3 separate regions of the Mus musculus genome follow, and regions 1 and 3 are each linked to region 2. A link is a contact called in public HiChIP or PLAC-seq data. All regions are on one chromosome and are shown on one strand. The core of a region is the stretch at or near the end of the contact, and the rest is flanking DNA. Distances in the headings are between cores, read along the strand shown. Region 1 holds the start of Sgsm3 (small G protein signaling modulator 3). Region 2 holds the start of Fam83f (family with sequence similarity 83, member F). Region 3 overlaps Tab1 (TGF-beta activated kinase 1/MAP3K7 binding protein 1).

What was found. HiChIP or PLAC-seq counts read pairs in DNA pulled down with a chosen protein or histone mark.
Region 1: a FOXA1 HiChIP or PLAC-seq map of pancreatic cancer cells shows a contact between it and region 2. The contact joins the promoter of Sgsm3 here to the promoter of Fam83f in region 2. A contact is called at or near these places in 3 of 39 promoter capture datasets (erythroid cells, fetal liver and stem cell-derived epiblast-like cells) and 1 of 115 datasets of contacts at active chromatin or transcription factors (pancreatic cancer cells).
Region 3: a contact with region 2 is called in an HNF4G HiChIP or PLAC-seq map of pancreatic cancer cells. The contact joins the enhancer-like site here to the promoter of Fam83f in region 2. A contact is called at or near these places in 4 of 39 promoter capture datasets (the C10 cell line, HPC-7-derived erythroid cells and liver), 1 of 115 datasets of contacts at active chromatin or transcription factors (pancreatic cancer cells) and 2 of 9 other capture datasets (adipose tissue and embryonic stem cells).

Annotation. Positions count from the first base shown.
Region 1 is chr15:80,975,692-80,979,062 of GRCm38.p6, forward strand. Sgsm3 (small G protein signaling modulator 3) reads left to right here and starts at 2,074. Exons shown (of 22, transcript NM_134091.2): 1 at 2,074-2,174.
Region 2 is chr15:80,670,053-80,673,199 of GRCm38.p6, forward strand. Fam83f (family with sequence similarity 83, member F) reads left to right here and starts at 1,795. Exons shown (of 5, transcript NM_145986.2): 1 at 1,795-2,335. The coding sequence starts at 1,865.
Region 3 is chr15:80,158,595-80,161,747 of GRCm38.p6, forward strand. It overlaps Tab1 (TGF-beta activated kinase 1/MAP3K7 binding protein 1), which reads left to right. Exons shown (of 11, transcript NM_025609.3): 10 at 157-313; 11 at 1,480-3,113. The coding sequence ends at 1,687. Among named protein-coding and RNA genes, the nearest start is that of Gm31253, 12 kb to the left of the region's middle. Within about 2 kb of position 1,842, at least 150 of the 459 cell types and tissues checked have an H3K27ac peak or open chromatin away from gene starts, as enhancers often do. A contact at or near this core is called in adipose tissue, embryonic stem cells and pancreatic cancer cells, where this site is marked.

The DNA.
Region 1 (3,371 bases), core at 824-3,323, 310 kb after region 2:
ATGGTCCTAGGAGCATTAAACAGTTTTTTGTGTGCTTGTTTTCTTTCTCCTCTTTCTGACTAACAGCCTTTCCTGTAGCCTAAACATATTTGCACAGTTCTTACGTAGCATTTTGAAATAAATGTTTCATAAGGCAGACTTGATGGCACACCCCCTTAACCTCAGCAACTTAGAAGGCAAAGGCAAACAATCTCTGGGAGTTTGAGGCCACCCTGCTTTACACAGGGAACTCCAGGTCAGCAAAAGGTATGTGAAGAGACCATGTTAAAACATGAAAACTGAGCCGGGCAGTGGTGGCACACACCATTAATCCCAGCACTTGGGAGGCAGAGGCAGGTGGATTTCTGAGTTCGAGACCAGCCTGGTCTACAAAGTGAGTTCCAGGACAGCCAGGGCTACACAGAGAAACCCTGTCTCGAAAACAAACAAACAAACAAACAAACAAACAACAACAACAACAAAAACAAACAAAAATCAAAAAAACAAAAACCACACGCAAAAACTGAGGGGCTAGAGTTGGCTCAGTGATTTAGTGATTAAGAGCACTTGTTGCTTTAACAGAGGACCTGAGTTCAATCCCAGCTTCCACGTGGTGACTCAGGACCATCTGTAACTCCAGTTCTAGCCTCCTCAAGCGCCAGGCACCATGGTACATGTATACTCATGTGGGCAAAGCACTAATACACATACAATAAAACACATGCATCTTTCAATTTTTAATGTGTGTGCTGGGGATGAGTCACACAAATTAAAAGGGTGCTGTGACTGAAAAGACAAACAGACTACTTAGGTAATCAACACAGATTCCATGTTACCACTTCCTAGCTCCTGTTATTTCCATCCGGGTCCTTCTCTAAACACTTCCGTCAGAAAGTCAGCCGTGCCTGTTTGCTAGCAGTCACCACCGTGGGGCTTTTTTGACTGTTGGCGTTCCCTCATAGAAGGAGGGACTGAAGAGGGCAACTGTCTGCCCCTTCCCACCCCAGACTTGAGATTACAGCTGCTCCTCACAGCCATTGGAGGCAGTTCTACCCTAATTGCACATGACCTCAAAAATCTCTGGATGCGCCGGGTCATATATGCTTCAGGGGCTCCATGTCCTCCTGAGCTGTGGGGAAGCCATATTCCATTTCGGGTGAAGACGGCAGTATGGCTGCATGTTACCCATGCTCCTGTATGCAATCTATCATCTATGCTCTGTAAGTAAGCCTAACAGATTCATTGGCTCTCCAGGTTGAACTTTGCTGAGATCGTACTTCGATTCGTCATTGGCACCTTATAAGGATCTGGTAAATATTTAAGTCTCTCAGGGAAGGAATTTTTGAAACAAATGAGAATAACATTCATTCTGCATTCAGCCCATTCCTGTGCTTGGGTGATGTGAAAAACCTGCTAATGTGCTTTGTAAGCTGTTTATTGTACGGCCAGGTCATGACTGAGTCCACCTTGCGGTTTGTAGAGTTTGCTTCATTGACCTGGGCACAAGTACGAACCAACACTTCAAACCGGTGTTGGTCGCAGTCAGTGTCTTTTCAGATTTGGCTGAGATGTCCCTTTAATGCTGTTGATAGCCTTTCTGAAATGAGGGAGGGGGGGGGGGCGGGTTCAGATTAGATTCCTTGCCAGCAGTGACAGTGTCAGCTGCCATCTTTCTGGATTGTTCTTTGGTGCTGTGTTTAAACGTTTTCCATACACATTGAGTTCTCACGGAAACCGTAAGTTCCGGGTTTTTATGGATGCGCAAAATGTTACGAGTGACTCAAAAGCAGGTGCTCAGGTTCCACACACCGCTTCCTTCTTAGTCATGACCTCAATCAATTACTGCTTTCCCCAGGGCCTGTGACTGATGGAAAACTAGATTAATCTGGTCTAGAAGCCAGCTCTGTGAGCCTGAAAGAGAAGACCAGTTTCTGGACTTGTGCACTGACTCCATCCTGACTGCTCCCAAACAACCACGAGTTGCTTGCATCACAGACCGGGTGCCTGGGGTACCTACCTCTAAAGGACGCCTGGAACCTGGGATGGGCCAGTCTTCCCGCGAAACTACAGCCCCCAGCATGCCCCACGGCCACCGGCTCTGCGGCCCGCGCGTGCGCAGAAGGGCAGCAGTGCGCGCCGACTAGGAGGCAGCTGCTAGCCTGACCTGCCGAGGTGCTGAGGTGGCCGCGAGACAGGTGAGCGGTGCGCGAGTCTCCGAGTCTCCGGGCCGGCGAGGGGGACGCTCACCTGCCTCTTGAGTGGAGGCCGCGGGGTACGGGCTGAGGGGAAGGCGGCGGGGAAGGCGCCGCCTCAGGCGGGGGCGGCGAGCCGCCGCGGCGTGGCTGCTCCCACGGCGACCCGGGACGCGCGTGACAGTGACAGACCCACCCCCTCCGGCGGCTCCCGGCGACCCGGAGGAACTGCGCCTGACGCAGCGGCGGGCGTCTCGGCAGGTGGCAACTCTCCCTCAGAGCCGACTTAGCTGTTCCCCTGGAAGACTCGGGTTCAGTGCCTAGGCCGAGTGTTAGCAGCGGGGAAACTGAGGCGGACGTGTAGGCAGGGGTCGCCTCGTGTGCTTCCGGTTAGAGGTCCTGAAATTACCCTGAGATTTAGGTGTGGGTCCCGACTGCTTTCATAGGGCAGTAATAGGAAATACAGATGCTTTAAAGTTTCCTTGTCAGTGACAGATTGTGCCGTGTCTTCCCGTCTCATGATGCATAGGAAATTTATGATGGGCTATGGTGGGTTTGTTTTTGTTTTTGTTTAGGTTTTTGTTGGTGTTGGTGGTGAGTTTTTAGAGATGACAGGGGAGTGGGTATTATCTGTCTGTCTGTCTGTCTGTCTGTCTATCCGGTTCCTTAAAAGAAATCTTTCTAGGTAAATTCATGTTTGTAGCCCAGGCTGGCCTCAGACTCCGAGCTCTGCCTGCTTCTGCTTTCCAAGTGCCGAACTGAAGGTGTGCGCTCTCAAGCCTCCAAATTCACATCTTCAACCGGACTACTTTTCAGTTTCATCTTTTTTTCTTTGTAGCTTTTCTGACTGTGCTGGTGACTGAGTTTTCAGGCACGCACAGTTCCTGGTTCTTTTCCCCCTTAAGCCCTCTGTTAGCCTCCAGCTTTCTTCTGACTCCAAGCATTAATGATCAGTTTCCCATACTCTGTTCCCCGTGACCTATGTGTGTGCTGCTGCTGCTGCTACTGTTGTTGTTGATTATTCCATATGGAACCCAGGGCCTCCCTCCACTACTGAGCTGTCCCCAAATCCTTAATGTAGCTTCTTCATCATTATCTCATCTTGGTTTTTTGGTTGATTGGTTGATTGGTTTTAAACTTTTAAAATTTAATTTTTTTAAATGTGTGTGTGTTCATGAGTGCATGACCTGCAAAGGTCAG
Region 2 (3,147 bases), core at 545-3,044:
CCAATGCCAGCAGTGACTATTGTCACAAACCCTGCAGTTTACTTTTTTATTAATTTTTTAAAAAAATTGTTATGTGTATGGATGTTTTGTTTGCAGTTATGTCTATGTACCATATGCATAGCAAGTGCCTGAAGAGAACAGAAGAGAGTGTCAGAGATGCTCTGGGACTTGAGCTATTGATGGTTGTGTGCCACCATATAGGCCCACGTCCTTTGGGAAGCATCCAGTGCTCTTAACCATGTCTCCAATCCCTGCAGACAATCTAAACACTCATTTCTCCAGACCATCAACGGGGCTGTGGGGTATAGATCAATGAAAGAGCCCTTTCCTAATTTTCCAAAGCCCTGAGTTTTATCCCAAGCACAGAGGAGGGAGGGAGGGAGGGGGAGAGAGAGAGAGAGAGAGAGAGAAGGAAGGAGTGAGAGAGAGAGAGAGAGAGAGAGAGAGAAGGAAGGAGTGAGAGAGAAGGAGTGAGAGAGAGAGAGAGAAGGAAGGAGTGAGAGAGAGATAGAAGGAAGGAGAGAGAGAGAGGGAGAGAGAGAGAGAGAGAGATGCCTATTGACTCCTTCATACACACCCCTAATAACCCCAATAACCTCTGTTTCTTTATAAGAACAAGCAAAGGAGGCCACATGTTGGGAAAGGACCTCCCTCACCGCAGAGAGCATAGCAGTTCCTTTGCTTAGCCGCTCCTTTCTCGGGAGATATAGAAAAGCATTTATTTCTAGGCCTCAATTTCCTCGTTTGTGAAATGAGGGGGTTGGACTCATTTCTAAAGCTCCTTCCAGCTCCAAGTCGCTGTGCTACAAAATGAGAGAAATGTGAACCTTTGGTTGCTATGATCTGAAAATATTTTGAATGTGGAGAATCAAAATTGTACAGCAGCACACGAACAAAATAATATGTTAATGACTAAGAAGATTGTATTTAATCCAATGGGAAACAGCAGATCCTCTGGTGGTGATGGTGGTGGTGTGCACGCGCGTGTCTGTGCTCAGCTTCCTTCCTTGGGCTCAAACATGTATTTTGAATCGCTAATATAGTAATCAGGCCTCTGGCAGCCTATCAGGCCCAAACACACGCACACACCACTTCAAATTAAAATGAGGGGCAAATCCACTGCCTCCTGCTTACATCTTTGCTATTTGGGTGATTCTTTTAGGAGAAAAAAATTTTGTAGTGACGGTGTTGGTGTTGAATTGACAGCCCCTGGAGGCCTCTGATCTCAGAACTGGGACGCGTGGGCGGGAGAACTAGGGATTTCATTAGCATCTTTGCTTTCCCACACAGACTGCCCCCTACACAGTCCGACGATCTAGCCCAACAGCACACACACTTGGACCCTGAAGGCCGGAGTGGGTCAGGATGCTACTAAATTCCGCAGGCGTCCGGACTAGAACACGTGCTCTGGGCCCTGCCTGCGGGAAGATGAGGCTGTACCCGCGGGGCTGAGTCCCGAGGGTGCTGGAGGCGTAAAGGGGTCAGGTCGCCGACCTTCCCTGCACTGATGGGTCGCAGCTGGGAGGCGGGCGTGACTCAAAGGCCGCACGTGCCTCTGACCACAGCCGGGCTTTCACTTCCACGCCGACACTCTGCACCCCAGCCGGGCTAAGTAGGCCAGAGACGCAGGGCGTCGGCTGAGCCGCCCGTGAGGTCCCCGCAAGCCCTGCAGAGGCGGCGGTCCCTCTCCGCCCGACGGCCGCGCCCGCACCGGGGCCCGCGCCGATTGGCCGACTGGCGATCGCTGGGCGGGCCGAGGCGGACCTCGCGGCCAGGTGAGGCGCCCCGCCCCTCGAGCGCTCCAGGTGCGGCGGTGGGGACAGCAGGGTCCGAGCCTGGGGCCCCGGGACAGGGCTGGGGCGCCATGGCCGAGTCCCAACTGAGCTGCCTGGACGAGGCGCACGTGAACGAGAGGGTGACCGAGGCACATGCAGCTTTCTACTACTGCGAGAGGCGGCGGGCCGCGCTGGAGGCGCTGCTGGGTGGAGGCGAGCAGGCCTACCGCGAACTGGTCAAGAAGGAGCGGCTGCGGGACTTCCTCTCCAGCCAGGAGCGCCAGGCCCTCTGCGCCGCCTGGAGCCCCTACGAGGAGGCAGTCTCCAGCACCCGTGCCAAGGCTAAGGCCAAGGCCAAGGTCCCGGCCCAGCCCACTGAGTCCCTGGCCTACTGGCCAGACCGCTCGGACACCGAAGTGCCCCCACTGGACCTGGGGTGGACAGACACCAACTTCTACCGCGGTGTGAGCCGAGTCACGCTCTTCACCCACCCGCCCAAAGAAGAGAAGGCACCGCACCTGAAGCAGGTGGTCAGGCAGATGATCCAGCAGGCCCAGAAGGTAGGCCTCGGGCCCCAGTCCTGCACCAGAGGGACCCCCCACACACACACACACTCCCCTGCCTGGTCTCACTTGCGGGCCACTCTCACCATCCTCTGGGAAATGGACCCCCGCTGGCGCTCACCTTGTGCAGCTGTGATGAGACCTTTTGAAAGATGGATGTGTAAGTTCGTGGCAAAGCACTGGTTTTTCTTACTACAGTGTCTAGGTGCGCTAGCCTTGTGTTGGTATACCTCTGTCACCATCCATCTTCCTTGGGCAGTGTGACAGTTGTGAGGCCCTGTGCTAAACTAGCCACTCAAAGGGCTTGATCATGAACTATCACCAGGGATTTATTTACAAGGCGTATCCTCGGCCGTTTCCCTATTTGATCTTCACAATCGCATGAAGTTGGTAATAGCCTCCCTTCCCCTCTGGGCCAGATGAGCTTTTCTTAGGAGCCTTTCTCCCCCAAACAACCCGACTTTCCCATTATCATCCTCTCCTGGGCTTGGCACTAGAGCCCAAGCAGGCTCAAATGAATGAGGAACGCTATTTTAAGCTCTAGCAGTGGCTTGGCCCAGTGTTGGGTGCTCCCACAAAGCACTGGACCAAGCTCAGGAAGAGGCTCCTACTTTGCCCATCTGCTCTGCTTGGGTGTTGAGAGATGTTTCCAAGGAGCCTGGTTAGAATACCAGTTGGACAGCTGGCTGTGGGGTAGGTGAAAGACTAATCTTTTCCTCTGTGCCCTTGGGTACTTGGGTAGTTTCCAGATAAAATGTGGGCTATTGCATTAAATTCAAACTTCAAATAGGTCTTTTTGTATCTTTTTA
Region 3 (3,153 bases), core at 592-3,091, 510 kb before region 2:
CTGGGCCACCCCAGGGGTGGAGGGCCACAGTGGGGCTTAGGGGCCTCTCAGCCCTCACATAGCCCTTGTCACTCAAGAGAAGCCTTGAGGCCACTACCTTGGTTTCCTCCGACTGATTCCCCTCCCCCCCTGCTCTCTCTCTCTCTCCTATTGCAGGGGGCCGTGTGTACCCTGTTTCTGTGCCCTACTCAAGTGCCCAGAGCACCAGCAAGACTAGTGTGACTCTGTCCCTCGTCATGCCTTCTCAGGGCCAGATGGTCAACGGCTCTCACAGTGCCTCCACTCTGGACGAAGCCACTCCCACACTCACTAAGTAAGCCATCCTACTCTAGAGACAGACATGGGAACCTGGAGAGAAACAGCTGGGCAACCAAATCCTAGGGCTCAGTGGGGCAGGATGAGAGAGGCTGGGGTCTGGGGACTCTGGATCTTTGGCCTCCAATTCTCCACCCTCACCTTTTGGGTAGGGAGTCTTATTAGACACAGGTTCTAGCAGGTATTGAACTGGACCTGGGACAAGTGGAGATTCAGGGCAAGGTGGACAGGGGACCCGAGAAAGAAGCAAGGCAGCTGACTGACGTCTCAGCTTTCATCCATGGGCAGCTTCTCTCGTGTTTTTCTTCTGTCTTGGAGTTTGTAACCCAGGGCCACTGGCTTCATGCATCTGTAGTTGGGGACATTGCCTGGCCTGTACTGGGTTGTCAGAGCTGCTGCTCTCTCACTGTGGCATGCCATGGCTGTCAGCTGTCTAGTGTAAGGGGCACTGGGGGTGGAGGTCATGGCCTGAGAGGAGGGGCATGGTGCAGACCTGCCTGACAGGTCTCTTGTCCAACCGCTCCCTGTACTTCTGTGACTTTGTACTTTGCTCCCACCCCACCTCTCCGGGGGAGGGGGGGATCTGGTTTCCACATTCCAGCCCTGCACCGATGGAATAATACAGCTGCCACACCCAGCCCCTCTCCACTTAGAGCTTAGCCGGATGTGGCCAATTAGAAGGGCTGGCAGGGAGGGAGTGCCCCTGTTTTCCTCTGCCTCTCCCTCTGCCTCTTTAGAGGGCCTCCATCTGTCCCCAAGTCTGTGCTGCTGCTGTTCCTGCCACCACCTCTGTGGATGGAAGGGCCTGGTAGACATCTGGGCATCCTGGGTAGCCGTGTGCTGTCCCCAGCACAATCAGCATAGCCCTCCCTCCCCACCAGGCTTCCCCAGGAAACCAGCAGCTGTGTCCACAAAGCCAAGCAGGCAAGCTTCACGCTTCTCAGCCTGACTGCCCGAGCCTCACAGATCTCCTCCCCTGGCGCTGAGTCTTATTCTGTCACCTAGGTCAGCCTGTCTTTAAAAACATCTCACCCAGCTGACTTCTGTAGGATACTGGGGAGAGAGAGAGAGGCCTGAGCCTAAAGGGCCGCTCTTTTCACCGGTGGGAAGTTGAGGGCCCCTGATGCAGCTCCCCCAGACTGACTGCTCTCTCTTCTTCTGTAGCCAGAGCCCCACTCTGACCCTGCAGTCCACCAACACGCACACCCAGAGCAGCAGCTCCAGCTCTGACGGGGGCCTCTTCCGCTCCAGACCGGCTCACTCACTTCCACCCGGAGAGGATGGCCGTGTGGAGCCCTATGTGGACTTTGCTGAGTTCTACCGACTCTGGAGCGTGGACCACGGCGAGCAGAGCGTGATGACGGCACCTTAGTCTAGCCTCAGAGTGCAGCCTGGGCACAACTTTGTGTAGACACAGAGGGCCAGTGCCAAAGCAAGACAAGCTTCCTGACCTTTGCGGGGGCCATGGAACCCTCGGGCAGTGAGTCATGACGTGCTGCAGGTTCAACCACAGCCCTGGGCTGTGGCCTGAGTACAGACTGCATTGCTGCTGGTCCACACAGGAGGCTGGAGTCCAGACCACAGGCATCCTAAGACAGGGCCAAGCGGGAAAGCTGCAGGTAGCTTACAAACCATCACGAGTGCCTCCTGACACGTTTAAAGACTAGCAAGATGCCGTCCTGTGGACCCCAGCTACCAAAGGCCAGACAGACACTGCTCCCTCAAGACTCCTCCACCTGCTTCAGCTTCCCCCGGAAGAGCTGTGGCCTCTGCGAGTGCCCGTTACCTCTGGGTGGCTATCCCCTTTCCACCTTTCAGCCCAAACTCCTAGATCCAGAGTAGCGAATAACAGGAGTGGGTGCCTGTCACTGGATGTCACTGGAAAAGTCCAGGGAAGCAGAGGGGTTATTAACAGCCACAGAGGAGCAAGACAAGGAAGTACCAGAGAGAGCTGGCCAAGGAATGCTAGTCCTGGGCTGCAGGTCAGCCAGCTGGCAGCTGAGCTAACTCAGAGAGCTGGCTTCCCAATGGGGTGCAGTTAGTAGGCCAGGCCCACCAGGCAGCTGCAGTTCTGCTTCTGCTAGATCCTGCCCTGGGGTGAGGCAGGCCAAGTCAGAAGCCAGTGCCTTCCTCCCAGCGGGTCCTGGGAAGCCAGTGATAGGGGGTGCTGAGGCAACAGACCTCACGCTGATGAGGAGGCTGCTTGGTTCCGGGCTCTGCCGAAAGAGGAGTGGGATACGGCTGTGAGAGGGCCGAGGTTGAGTCTTGCTCACCCAGAAGACCAAGGACATCAGGTGCAGTGATGCGGACGTGCAGGGAAAAGACTCTGCTGGTCAGGCCCTGACTGGGACCTGTTCACACAGAATCTCTCCCTTCAGACAGGAGGGTTACCACAGCTGCCTGCAGTGTGGCCACCCCTGTGCTCAGAGGAGAAAGGCTGGGTGCTCCTCTTACCTGAGCCCTTCCATCAGGATTAAATCTGCAGCCCTTTCCCCACTGTGTGCAGCTACTGGGCAGGGTGCCCAGTGTGGCCTGGTGGCAAAGGCCAATTCAGAGCACTTCTCAGACTCCATTTCCCTAAAGCGAGGCTGCTGGCTCCATGCTGAGGAGAAGCCCTGGGGTGATGGGAAGAAGAAGCCTTCCTGCTCTCCACTAGGAAGTCACCTCTGCCCTGCAGGTGCCCTGCAGGTGAGCAGCTCTCAGCTGGTGCACAAGGACATGGGACAAAGGAGGTCCTCCCCAAGGAATGTGGTGCTGTTTGGTCTCTAGAAATAGAACCATGTTCTTCATGCAGTAAAGATGTCATCTTGTCTATCTGTAACTTAAGCACCCAAAAGG